Linked DNA regions of Sus scrofa: all the other regions are linked to region 3. Evidence: chromatin contacts called from public Hi-C and promoter capture Hi-C data. All regions are on one chromosome and are shown on one strand. Each heading gives the region's core, a stretch centred on a gene start, on an enhancer-like site or on the middle of the called end of the contact. The rest is flanking DNA. Distances are from core to core; before and after follow the strand shown.

What was found. Promoter capture Hi-C pulls out the DNA fragments that hold promoters and counts their contacts. A called contact is a pair of places that touch in the nucleus more often than the background predicts.
Region 1: a contact with region 3 is called in a Hi-C map of skeletal muscle, with 4 times the contacts expected there. The contact joins the promoter of SLC25A26 here to the promoter of LRIG1 in region 3. A contact is called at or near these places in 1 of 5 promoter capture datasets (liver) and 2 of 47 Hi-C or Micro-C datasets (heart right ventricle and skeletal muscle).
Region 2: a promoter capture Hi-C map of liver shows a contact between it and region 3, with 3 times the contacts expected there. The contact joins the enhancer-like site here to the promoter of LRIG1 in region 3. A contact is called at or near these places in 2 of 5 promoter capture datasets (fetal skeletal muscle and liver), 9 of 47 Hi-C or Micro-C datasets (brain, embryonic fibroblasts, fibroblasts and 4 more) and 1 of 2 datasets of contacts at active chromatin or transcription factors (skeletal muscle).

The regions. Positions count from the first base shown.
Region 1 is chr13:47,740,758-47,744,841 of Sscrofa11.1, forward strand. SLC25A26 (S-adenosylmethionine mitochondrial carrier protein) reads left to right here and starts at 2,730. Exons shown (of 10, transcript XM_003358494.5): 1 at 2,730-2,995. The coding sequence starts at 2,963.
Region 2 is chr13:48,328,571-48,332,912 of Sscrofa11.1, forward strand. No RefSeq gene overlaps it. Among named protein-coding and RNA genes, the nearest start is that of KBTBD8, 160 kb to the right of the region's middle. Within about 2 kb of position 1,476, at least 3 of the 83 cell types and tissues checked have an H3K27ac peak or open chromatin away from gene starts, as enhancers often do. A contact at or near this core is called in liver and omental adipose tissue, where this site is marked.
Region 3 is chr13:48,025,118-48,028,989 of Sscrofa11.1, forward strand. LRIG1 (leucine-rich repeats and immunoglobulin-like domains protein 1) reads right to left here and starts at 2,279. Exons shown (of 20, transcript XM_005669717.3): 1 at 1,420-2,279. The coding sequence starts at 1,646.

The DNA of each region.
Region 1 (4,084 bases), core at 1,480-3,979, 280 kb before region 3:
GCAACACGGGATCTGAGCCACGTCTGCAACCTACACCACAGCTCACAGCAAAGCTGGATTGTTAACCCACTGAGCAAGGGCAGGGACCGAACGTGCAACCTCGTGGTTCCTATCAGATTCGTTAACCACTGCGCCGCGACGGGAACTCCCATAATTTTCTTTTAGTTATCTGTCTCAAAGCCATTTATTGCAAGGATGGTCTTTTTTCTCTCATTGATTTGAAATGGAAACACAAATCTACATGACAAGTATCATCTTGATATTTATTACTTAAAAGAAGAATATCCACTAAAACAGGACTTTTAAGAGTTCCTGTTGTGGCTTCGTGGTAACAAACTGGACTAGTATCCATGAGGATGTGGGTTCATTCCCTGGCCTTGCTCAGTGGGTTAAGCATCCGGTGTCTGGTGTTGCTGTGAACTGTAGTGTAGATCGAAGATGCAGCTGGAATCCTGTGTTGCTGCGGCTGTGGTATAGGCTGGCAGCTGGAGTTCTGATTCGACCTGTTGCCTGGGAACTTCCATATGTTGCAGGTACAGCCCTAAAAAAAAAAAGGACTTTTATATTTTACATTGGATTTCCTTTCCACTATATACATTTGCTATCCTTTGCAGATGGGTTAAGATACTTCAATGAATATTTTAGTTGAAAATAATTCTATTACTTTATTTTTCAATTAGATCAGTAATGGTAACTTGAAGCTTGGGTCTAGTTCTGGCTCAAGAATATGTCCTTTATTTCCCCTAATCTGGACCTAATTTGGCTTTTGATGTATTGTTTTTGACCTCATGCTAATTTTTATAAGAATTACTAATATTTCAGAATTTGTTTAAAAGTAAACTTGGCCTAGAGTGGTAGATTTGAGAAAGACAATATAATAATTTCACACATCTAATGCAAACTAGTACTTACCTGATTTTCTATATCTTTTACAATAGAAGATTTGCGAATATTTACTCTGTCTGCATGTGGTGACAATGAGAATGCATTGAAATACGCCATTTAGAAGGCATGTACAAATGATAATGGATCTTTCCATTAGCATTTCATGAAAAGGAGGCCCCAGGTCATGTTTGTAATATTTGTATTTCCTGAAGGGTTTGTAGTGAGAATACCTGATGAAGCTTTTACCTTTGTATAATGGAACATAACATTTATGTCTTGCTCTCTCTTAGATCACGGACTCTGGGGAAACCAGCTGCCGCATCATGAGATCACTCAAGCAACCCTGTGGAGGGGTCTCTGTGATGAAGAACGGAGACCACCTGCCAATAGCTAGTACTAATTTGGCAGCCATGGAAATAAGCCATTTGGGAGGTGGATCTTCCAGACGAAATCACTTCTTTAGATAAAGCCCGAGAGTTGATGCCTTGACTGCAACCTCATCAAAGAGACCCCGAGACTGAACTGAGACAGGTTGGGACTTGGGACACTTTGCTGCAGTGGTTGCACCTGGACAAACCTCTTCTAGAGTAACAAGATAACAAAGAAACTATAAGGGACTAAAAATAACTGTATGCATGAGCAACTTTGGCAAATTATGAACAAGATACAAGAAGACCAAAACCCAATTGCCACTTCTCAGGAGTCAGGAGCAAAAGCAGGGTATGACCCATGAACCCTGCACAAACCACCACCAAACTACCCAAGCCATCTCTCAGGCCTGGCCCCTGGACCTGCCCCTACCCTCACCCCACATAAGGGGCCAGCTCCACCCTGACTTCCCCAGCAAGCAAGGGCACCTGTTACTTGTTTACACTGCCTCATGCTATAGCACAGTGCTAATAAAGCCTACCAAGTTTCTTGCTGGCCTCTTATCAATTTCTTTTGATTAAAAAAATCCATAAATCCTGGTCAATACCAGAACCACTCACGTAAGCCACTTCCAGATTCCTTGGGGTTCAGAATTTAAACCGTAAAAGTATTCTGCTCATCACTTCTAGATCATCTCAACTAGAAGAGAATAGCAACTAGAAGATTCTAGTAGTGGTATGAAGAACAGATTGAAGAAAAGCAGACAAAGAGCGTGCTAAGGCAGTTGCAGGTGTTTTAAAGAAAGATGACAAGGACATTAGGTAAAACTTAAAGATTGGGTCGGCTACTGAACCTCTTTGGAGCATCAGAGCTTCTGTAAAATAAGAATGGTAATGGTGCTTATCTTATAAAGTGGTTGTATTGAAGCATCACATCTGAGATGTAGGTGGCCCTTAATAGAAGGAAACTTAGAAAGTATTTAATAAATGTAAAGGCAGGTCTACTTCGAGAAGTCTTTTATCAAGTATTTAAATAAAGTGATCTTCGAGGTGTGCAACTGGTATCACAGCGAGCAAGATGAACAAGTAAATAACGCAAAGTATATAATTTTAAGTGCAAAACTGCCCTTAGATGATAATTTTTAGCTGTGCAAGGAAACTTTTGAAACATTTTTCTATATTTAATAATTTCCTGATAACGAGTCTGTTTAATGGCAGTTCAAACAAAATTTCTACAGATTAAACGAAGAGGTAAAGCCAAAATAAAAAAATCTACTAGAAACGACTGGCCTTTCACTTGAAACTAGTCCGGCTGCTCCACGGCCCCGCCTCCCACTATGGCCACGCCTCTTTTGGGTTTACACTTTGGCTTCACTATGCTCTCACTGGATGGCTCCGTGCGCCTTGCCCACGCTCATTGGCTCGCGAGAGTTCCTCTATTTAGCCTACTCAGAAGCGTTACGAAATGGAGGCAGAGAAGAGTCGCGAGATTTGGCTCCACCACACTTTCCAGGATCCTCCCTTCCTTCCTGGTTCCCCTTCGGCCCAGCTTCCCCAGTTGCACGTGTAGTTGTTGTGGTTCTGTCTCACGTGGCCACTGAAGGGCCTGCGTTACACGCCCCGCCCCCAACATGGCGGCTCCAGTGCCGCGGGCCGCGACCTGCCTCTGCTCAGCTTTGAATTATAGGCCTGACTGAGTCTTTGAGGCCATGGACCAACCTGGGTTCACAGCCTCGCTGGTGGTGAGTACGGGGCGGTAGGGAGGGGCGCTCAGAGTGCGGGAGTCCTGTGCTGGAGCCCGTGGTGACTGCTCTGCTCTAGCACCTTCTTCCGGTTTTGCGCGCTGAATCGTCCCCGGTCACCGGTTGTGGGAGGAAGCGCGCGGTTCCTGGGCCACACTGGGCCTCGTGTCACAGTTCTATATTTCCTACCCCTATGCCAGAAAGAGACGGGGTGGGGGGAGTGGGGTAGGGGTAGATACATTTCGTTGTATCTTTTTTCAGTTTTGGAAAATGACGGATCCATTCATCCAATACATAATTAATCTACTTATTCTACTTCCAAGCGTTCTTCTAGGCTTTGGGTATACTAATAAGCGCAAATAGCTGTGCTGTGGAGCCAGCAAGTCAGTGGTGTGTAATTCCTTAGAAAACAACGAGATTCAACGTATCTTAACTTCAAAACCCAAAAAGAAATCCTTTAATATTTTGAAACCGTTCTTACAACAGGTCCAGTAGGGCATACTGGACACAGAAGTGAACCAGACAGAAATTGGCTGCTTGTGTTTTCATTCTAGGGGAGTGGGCAGAGGCAGAAGATAACATGCCTTTTCAAAACTTCTGAGAAATGGAGATCTAGAGGAATTTCTTCATTTAATTATGAAGTGTTTTTGCAGGTGTTGGAGATAACATGGTGATCAAAATAGATCTGCACGGGTGGTGGAGGCAGAATAGTGAAATGATTGTTATCATAAATGATTTGAGGGTTAGTTTCAGAGTGTTAGGGAAAGATGTGGAAGGGGTATGTTACCCAGGCTTGTGGAATGATGGTTTTAAATCTAGATTTGCTCGGATTTGTGTAAACTAGGTATTAGAAGTGCATTACTTTGAAGGCATTTTCCTGTTAAGCTGGTAGTACTTGTGACAGTCGCTCTGCTGGGAACTGGGGTAAGCTCTTTACATACGTCATTTCATTTAACTCTGACAAACCATTGAAATCTTATCCAGTTTTCCAGATGAGGGGAGTGAGGAATAGTATATGAGTTAATTTGTCCAAAGTCACACAAGTAAGATCCTTTGGTGTATGTAAGTGTTGGAGCTCAGGCAGTGTAA
Region 2 (4,342 bases), core at 226-2,725, 300 kb after region 3:
TAATGTTATCAAGTAGGGAAACAAATAAATTAAAATCTAGCAGCCATCAGCAAGAGTACAGCACAGACAATGCTGTAAAAAGAAACAAAGAAAATTGCTAGAAAACTGTATGCATCATACTCTTTCAAACCAGCAAAATATGCTCCTGCATACAATGGAACATGAAAAGAATCTATCTCCTAGAAGGTATAGAAATGCAAATTCTTTATTTAAATAAAGAATGAGTCAAATGTGTTTGTAATGGTTAATTCTACTAAGCTAATACAGAGTGGGCCAGGAGTTAGGTGCTCTTGAGTTTACACAAGGAAACTAAGACTTGGAAAAACTGTTAGATTACTGAAGGGCATAGAGATCATAAAGAGAGAAGCTAGAATTTTAACCAAGGTGATGGGCTCCAGTGAATTTCACACTTTTAACTGTCTGTGCAATTCTATGCTGGGCATTTCTTTTTCTTTTTATGGCCTCACCTGTGGCATATGGAAGTTCCTGGGCTAGGGGTTGAATTGGAGCTGCAGCTGCAGGCCTATACCACAGCAACACTGGATCTGAGCTGCAGCTTGCAGCAACATCAGATCTTAACTCACTGAGCAAGGCCAGGGATTGAACCCGCCTCCTTATGGACACGATGGTGGGTTCTTAACCCGCTGAGCCACAATTTGAACTCCTAAACTGGGCATTATTACGTATGCCAGAGATTAGGTTAACTCATCCTGAAACATGTTACAGTCTCCTTGGGAAGCTACACAGAAACACAAACAACTCTAATACCAGGGAGAATGGTTAATGTACCTAACAGAAGTTCTGGTGGCAAGCAACAGAAGCCACTTGATTTAAGCAAAAAAGAAAGTTAGGGTGAGGATGTTAGCAATATCACAGTCAATGAAAAGACTAATAACTAGTATTAGAAAATAGACAGTAACAAATTGAGACTATCTAAAAGCAAGGAACCCATCACAAAACCATACTTTAACCAGATAATAACTATGTTAACAGGTGGAGAGAAGAAAAAAGCTGAAAATGTAAGGAAAGTCTCTCTTCATTTGTTAAATACTCAGTGTCCAGTGTTAACCTCACTGAATACATACTTAAAGTTTCTTAACTGCCTAGTATAATTGAGGATAAAAATGAATTCTAAGGGTCTGTTTGATTTTCACTTGAGGGTCTGTTAGAAGGTTTTATTTGGGATGTCTTATTATCATGGAGGTGTCAGAATCTTTTGGATTTTGGAAAGAAGCAAAGCAAAGCCTAGGTGAAAGGGATCATGTAGTTCTCAAAGAATTTAATTGCCTAATAAATCTCCCTGATTTTAATAAACATCTTAAAAACACCTTCCAGTATTGATAATGATAAGTCATAGAACAAATCTGTGATCTTTGTGAGAAAAGAGTTTTTTCTTTTCAGAGTTATTTTGGCCCTGGGACCAAGCTCATGTAACTTTAGAAGATGACCCCAGGCAGGATGATGACACTGAGTAAACTACTCTCTATCTGACTTTGAGTCTCTGCCACCCTGACCATCATACATATTTTATGGGCCCGCCAACTGTACCTTCCTTCTTTTTCAAAGAGTATAAAATTAAATTCACGTCTCTTTCCCCGAGCATATACAGATGGCTTATCTGCTCTGGGATTTTGATTGTGTATTCAAGTCCCCACTTGCAACCTCACAGAACTTATCTAAAAATAATCACCAAAGTTGGAAATCCAGATTTTCAGATCAGGAAATAGTCTCTGATTTATGAACGGTATAGGTTAGGTGGAACTGACAAAGTCTCATCACTCATCACAGGCTGTTTTCCCAGCTCACTTCTCTCTCCCTCCTTCTCTGTGCACACCTATGTGCACAGGAGCCTGTTTAAGAGGAGGTCACAAAAACATTGCCTCATTCACCTCAGCAGCCAGCACTGGCTTCAGTCCCTCAGACTGGCCAGTGAGTCCAGTGTCCAGCTGTATTGATCGACGTGATGATCTTTTGAACTCAAAGCTGCACTCTGCTTTTGATGAAATTCCATTCCAAGAGAACAACACCTGGATTCACTCCGCTGATGGGACTTGTGCAGACATTTGCCTATCTTCTGAGAATTAGCCTTCAAATTCTGGAATACATTAGGGTTTATGTAGATCCAAATAGAAAATAGAAAATGAGATCTTGTTTATGTGCTACAAATTGAGAAGGCCTTACTACTGATTATCTGTGGGTTCCTAATCAGAATAATTCTTTCCTCCTTTCTTTTCTTGGCTTGACTTCAAGTTCTGTTTCAAAGTTTCCAAGTCAGAAATGTAACCAGTTCAACCTAGAACAACTTGCTGCTCTTGATGGAAAGAGAAAAACATCTCTTTGCTTACCCTGTGGTAGGAGGAGATGAATCGCCCAGGCAAGGAAAATCCTCTGCCTATATTTCTCTGGCTCAAGAAAGAACAAAACTAGAACACAGGTCTTCTGACTTTGCAACCATTGCATATGCTAGAGTGGCAAGTTCAATTGTCTTCTGTAGCCAGGCAAATAATATAAAAAGTGAAGATGGCCATGTTTGTCTTATAATGGCACCTGTGACTGAAATAGTTTCTACTCACCAAATATTCTATTTCTTCCCTTGTATTTCCCAGGTTCCCTTGCAATTAGGTTAGGGTCACGTAACTAGTTCTGACCCATGATCTATGCACAAAAGCTGCTTGTATTTGGATCAAGGTTGTTAAGAGCGGGTGAGCCTCCTCTACTTGCTTCTTCCAAAGCTGTGGTAACTTTGAAGGCCACGATGTAAGAAGGAGATGTCTCCTGGTCTACATTCTACCATATACTAGGTAGAAATCATCATTGTTAGGACAATGGGATTTTCAAGTTTTGCCAGAGTTCCAGTTAACATTACCCAAATGCAACATCCTAAGTTGTATATCTGAACACAGACATAGCTTGTTTATCAAATTACAGACATGTTCCTCACTACCTTGATAGAATATGCTGTCTTCTATTTTTCCTAAAAAATCAATATTTGCAAATTATATATTGGATAAGGGACTAATATCTGAAATTTATAAAGAACTCCTACAACACAATAACAACAACAAAAAGCCAAACAATCTGATTTAAAAATGCTCAGAGGAACTAAACAGACATGTTTTCAAAGAGGATATCCAAAAGGCCAACAGGTACATGGAAAGATGCTCAACCCACCACTAATCACATGAAGTGCAAATTAAAATGACAATGAGATATCACTTCACATCTGCGAAAGGCTATCATCAAGAAGGTAAGAGAGAACAAGTGTTAACAATATTGGAGAAAAGGGAAACTTTGTGCACTGTTTGTGGAAATGTAAACTGGTCCAGCCATTAAAGAAACAGTATGGTGGTTCTCAAAGAATCAAAAACAGAGCTACCATATGATTCAGCAGCTCCACTTCTGAGTATATAGCCAAAGGAAATGAAAACAGGATATTGAAGAGATGTCTGCACCCCCATGCTCACTGAAGCATTATTCACAATAGCCAAGATAAATCTAAGCTATTAGATTAGCTCAGGTAGAAACAATCTAAGTATCCAACAAAGGATAAATGGATAAAAAAGATGTGGTATATGTATGTAATAGAATATTATTCAAGCATGAGAAAGATGGAAATCTTGCCATTTGCAACAACATGGATGGACCTGAGGGCATTGTACTAGATGAGACAAGTCAATCAGGGAAAGACAAATGCTGTATGTCTTGTATATATGCAGAATCTAAAAAATTTGACCTCCCCCAAACAGAATAGAATGGTGGTTACTGGGGGTTGTGGGTGAAGAAACTGGGGACATATTATTTGAAAGTATAAACTTGCAACTCATAGGTAAGTCCTGGAGATCAAATGCACAGTACAGTGATTCTAAGTAACAATACTGTCCTATAAACTTCAGAATTGCTAAGAGACTAGAACTTAATTATTCTCACCACAAAAATAAATGATAATTATGTGATAGAGGTGTTAGCTAATGCTACAATTGTAATCATACCACAATGTGTAAATATCTCAAATCAACATTTAGACATTAAACTTATATAGGGTTATATGTTAATTGTATCACAACTTAAAAACTAAAGAAACTAATAATGATAGTAGCTAACATTTATTTTGTCATCACACTATCTCTTTATTATTCCCAGGTTACAAATGAGGAAACTGAAGAATAGAGAAGCTAAGTAACTTGCCCAAGGTCATATACCAAGTAGAAGTAGAGATGGCAGATTTAGCAAATCAAGTCACATGGGACAGTGTACTCAGTGTTATCTAAAATACAGATTTAATAGGATTTCCTGTATTTTACCTGGTAGCCCTAAGTGGGAGGGGCTACCAGAATTTGAACCT
Region 3 (3,872 bases), core at 1,029-3,528:
ATTAACTTCCCTCTCTCCCCTCCCAGCAGCCAGATTCCCAGACACATGTTCTTAGATCAAGCCACAGGTGTTGGTTCAAACTTGTGTCACCAGTTTTCTCTCTTTTTTGAATGCTGAATGCCATGACAGAGGTTACTACTGTGCCTCTTCTATGTCCTAGGAAAGAGGTTCAATTATTCAACTGAAAAGCAGACTGTTCAAACTAGGCCTCTTCTGCAAGGTACTAACAGTTCTGCAGAGATGCTAATTACTGATAACCGGACAGGATTCTGACTCCTGGACCAGATTTGTTAGAAATTGTAAAAGGCTATATTATTCTCCCTTGTTTACAGAAATTTAACGTATTTTTTTCCTGCTGAAACTCCCGTAAGAAGTGTCCCACTAAGTCTACATAGGCCAAAATCCTGACATCAGAGAAGAGCTAGGTTAATCTCACTCTGTCAACCCAGTCTCTGGCACCCTCTCCAGAAGGAGCACTACTCCAAAACTAATTTGCACCATTTATAGAGAAGAAATGCTAGAGGGTGGACCCCACTCCACTCCACTACATCTCAAGCCCAAATGGTCCCCTAGAGAACAGACAGGAAGGGTCTGGGACACAGTTCCCTCAAATGCCAACCAGGCGGAAAAGGACAAACTTCCAGCAGTTACCGACCCCCAGAACATTCAGAGCCCCCTAACTCGGGGATCCTCCAGGAAAACTGCCTTCTGCCAGGGGCCAGAGCCAAGTCAGGCCACCAAGGTCCTGGGGGATGATGAGGCGGCTACACACGCTCTCACTAATAAATAATGTAAATACAAGACTGGAGCCAAAAGTCACCTCCATTCATTATCCGCTGTAAGGCCAAGCAGCTCACACACCAGAGAGTTGAGTTACGGGAGAGGAAAAAAGAAACACCCCCAGACACACTTCCTCACACTCTCCCCGCCAGATGTTTCCCACTCTCCACCCACACACATTCCCCTTACCTCCACAGTCTTCACTCACATTCTCTTACTTACCACCTCCCAGATCGCCCTCACGAGAGCCATGCTCGCTCACCTCCAGACCCCCACGACACTTCTCTTCCCTCCAGAACCTCAAGACCCACATCCACTCTCCCTAAGACCCCTTGACCCACGCTCGATCAGATCCTTCCCAACGAGGTACACTTTCCTCCTCCACACCTCCAAAACTCCGACTCGCGCAGCACCAGACCCTAGCGAAACGCACACTTTCCCCATCCAGACAAGTTCTCACGCACGCCCTCTCCCCTCTGGACCCCCGAAGGGGAGCTCACGCTAACATTTTCCAGCTCATTCAACTTCACACACAAGCAACTCAACCCGCAACTCCTCTCCCGGGGGAACAACCCCGCCGCCCCGTCCCAAGTGACAGCGCCCGGGGGGCGCGGGGAGGGCGGAAAGGGCGGTACTCACAGGCTCCGCGTCCAGGCGGGCAGGTCTCCTGGCAGCGCTGCCAGCCCCCGCCCGCCGCAGTCCAGCGAGTCCCCAGCGCAAGCGCAGGCGGCAGTGCAGGGCGCCCGCGGGCCGGCCGCAGCCGATGCGGGCTCCAGCCCGAGAAGCAGCAGCAGCAGAAGCAGCCGGAGAAGAGGACAAGGCGAACTGCGCGGGGCCCCGAGCGCTCCCCGGACCGGCCGCGCCATCTTGTCTGGAGCGCGCTGAGAACTCCGGGCGCGGGGGCTGCGAGGTCTGGGGCGACCGCAAGCACTGGCGGGCCTGAGGGGACTCTGCTCGGCACTACGCTCCGCGCCGGGGCATGGCGGCCGGCACAAGTTCACTCCGCAGCGGCGGCGACTCCGGCACTCAGCGGGCCCCCAGTGCCCGGGCCGCTCCGAAACGCCCGGAGGGGACAGAGAACCCCGCGCCCATCCGGGCTGACCCGCCCGTGCTCGTTGTGAACCTCAATGATCCGGGCAAGGGGTTCGGCCGGCACTCCTCGTCCTCCCGCCGCGCTTCTGTCCAGGCTCCGGGGTCCCCGCACACGCCAAGTGCCGCCGCCGCCCCTGCAAGGAAGGCGCTCAGGCTCACAACCGGAGCTCTGCGCCCGTAGGCATCTTCCTTGCGGCTTCGAGCGCCTGGCTGCAGACCCCTGACTGGACGGCACGTCCACCCCCACACTGCTCCAAGGGCCCCGTGCGCCTAGCTGTCCCAGCGCCGAAGGCAAAGGGAGCGCGCGCAGTTCCGGGCTCGGCACGGCACCTCCGCGCAACGAGAACCCTGCAGACCTCGCGGCCGAACAATCAGCCGCTCGCCGTTCGCCTCCCCGCGGCCCAACCCCGGCCGGTCCCAGAGGCCCCGCCCCCGGCCTCTCGCCCTCACACACCCCCTGGGCTCCAAGCCCCACGGCCTCCTGCCGGCCCACGTTGGACGCTTTGCAACAGTGCCCCGCCACGCCCCCCCGCCTGCTGCTTATTGGCTACCGAGGTTCACGGCAGACAGCCTGGACGCCCATTGGAGCGCTAGTCATGATCCCGCCCCTCTCGCTTATCCGGCCACCCCGCCCCACTCTCTTTTCCCACCCAAGGTGTGAAGGGCGGGGGACTGGGAGGAGAAAAGGAGAGACGTCCTCCGGTTCTTAAAGTGGACGTGCTCACTGAGGGTGGAGAAAGGGGATGCGCGCGGAGGGGAGGAGGAGTAAAGATCTGCTCTCTAGGTCTAGGGAAGGAGAGAAAAAATGGTAATGAGAATAACGCCCCCGCTTTGAAAAGGCCTAGCCCCAAAGATTTTTCCCTCCTGCCCAGATTGCTAACAGAACCAGTGATTTAGAACAAGTCTACACCCATTTTCCAGATGCCCTCTAGGAGCAAATATGTAAATAAAAATTCACAAATTTCATACTTATGGGGGCATCTTTAGTTATTTTGTTAGGAATGGCCGCCTTCCTCTCTCACAACCTGGAACTCCTTTCGGCTCCTGACATGTTCTTGATCTCTTAAATCCAGCAGTATGTCCTTGATTACCAAATGAATGTCTACCGCCTGTAGAAAACCGAGTCTCCAAGGTGCTCTTACCCCCTCCTCAATCTCTGCCCTGGTAAGTTGAAGAGTACTCCTGCTAACACTCCAGGCTTTGATAAAGGGATTTCTTTGTTTAAATCCGAGCATTTTAAAGCCACTTTTCAAGAAGCAATACATCGAAACAGAGTAAAAAGAGAAATAATAATTGTCACAAAGCTACCGACTTTGGCTCCTCCAGGTCAGAACATAGTAGCCATGTGTTAGGGTACTGCACTGAAACAGTAAGACAGGCGCGCGCACGAGCACGCACACACACACACTCACAGAGTGAACAAGTTAAAAGATTAGCATAGTAAGAAATGGCTGCTCCTCTCCGCGTTTTGGTTTGCTGATGTCTCTTGTCCCTTCCCAAAAGTCTGTACTGTGAGTTTCTAACAGAACAGGACACACTGTCAGGAAAGCAAAGCAAGTCAAATCTGTTCAAAAACATTTGCTCCAGTAAATGAAATCTTACCTCTCCGTGTTAACGGAAACAGGGGAGAAAATATTTCCCAGAAAGAAAAAAAAATTAAGGGTTTTGTCCCATTTTTGACACATTCTAAGGGGTTGCTTTAATTGAGATGTTAAGCTTTTCCACAGTTAGGCACCGCTCTTCTTAATCAAAATTGGGTTTGGGCTTGGTAATGGTGCGGTTCCTTTCTTTTTATTCCCTCCTTTCTCTCTTTATCCTCCTCCCCCTTCTTCTGATTCCTTATGCTATCAGATACTGATACCTCGTTTTTTCCTTCCTTACTTTCTTTCTTCCTCTCTTTGCATGATCTCAACAGTGAGTACCAAAGCAATGCTCAAATATGTTTGTAAATCAATTCAAATATGATTCCCAAGAAGCATTATCAGAAAAAGGTGGCAGCT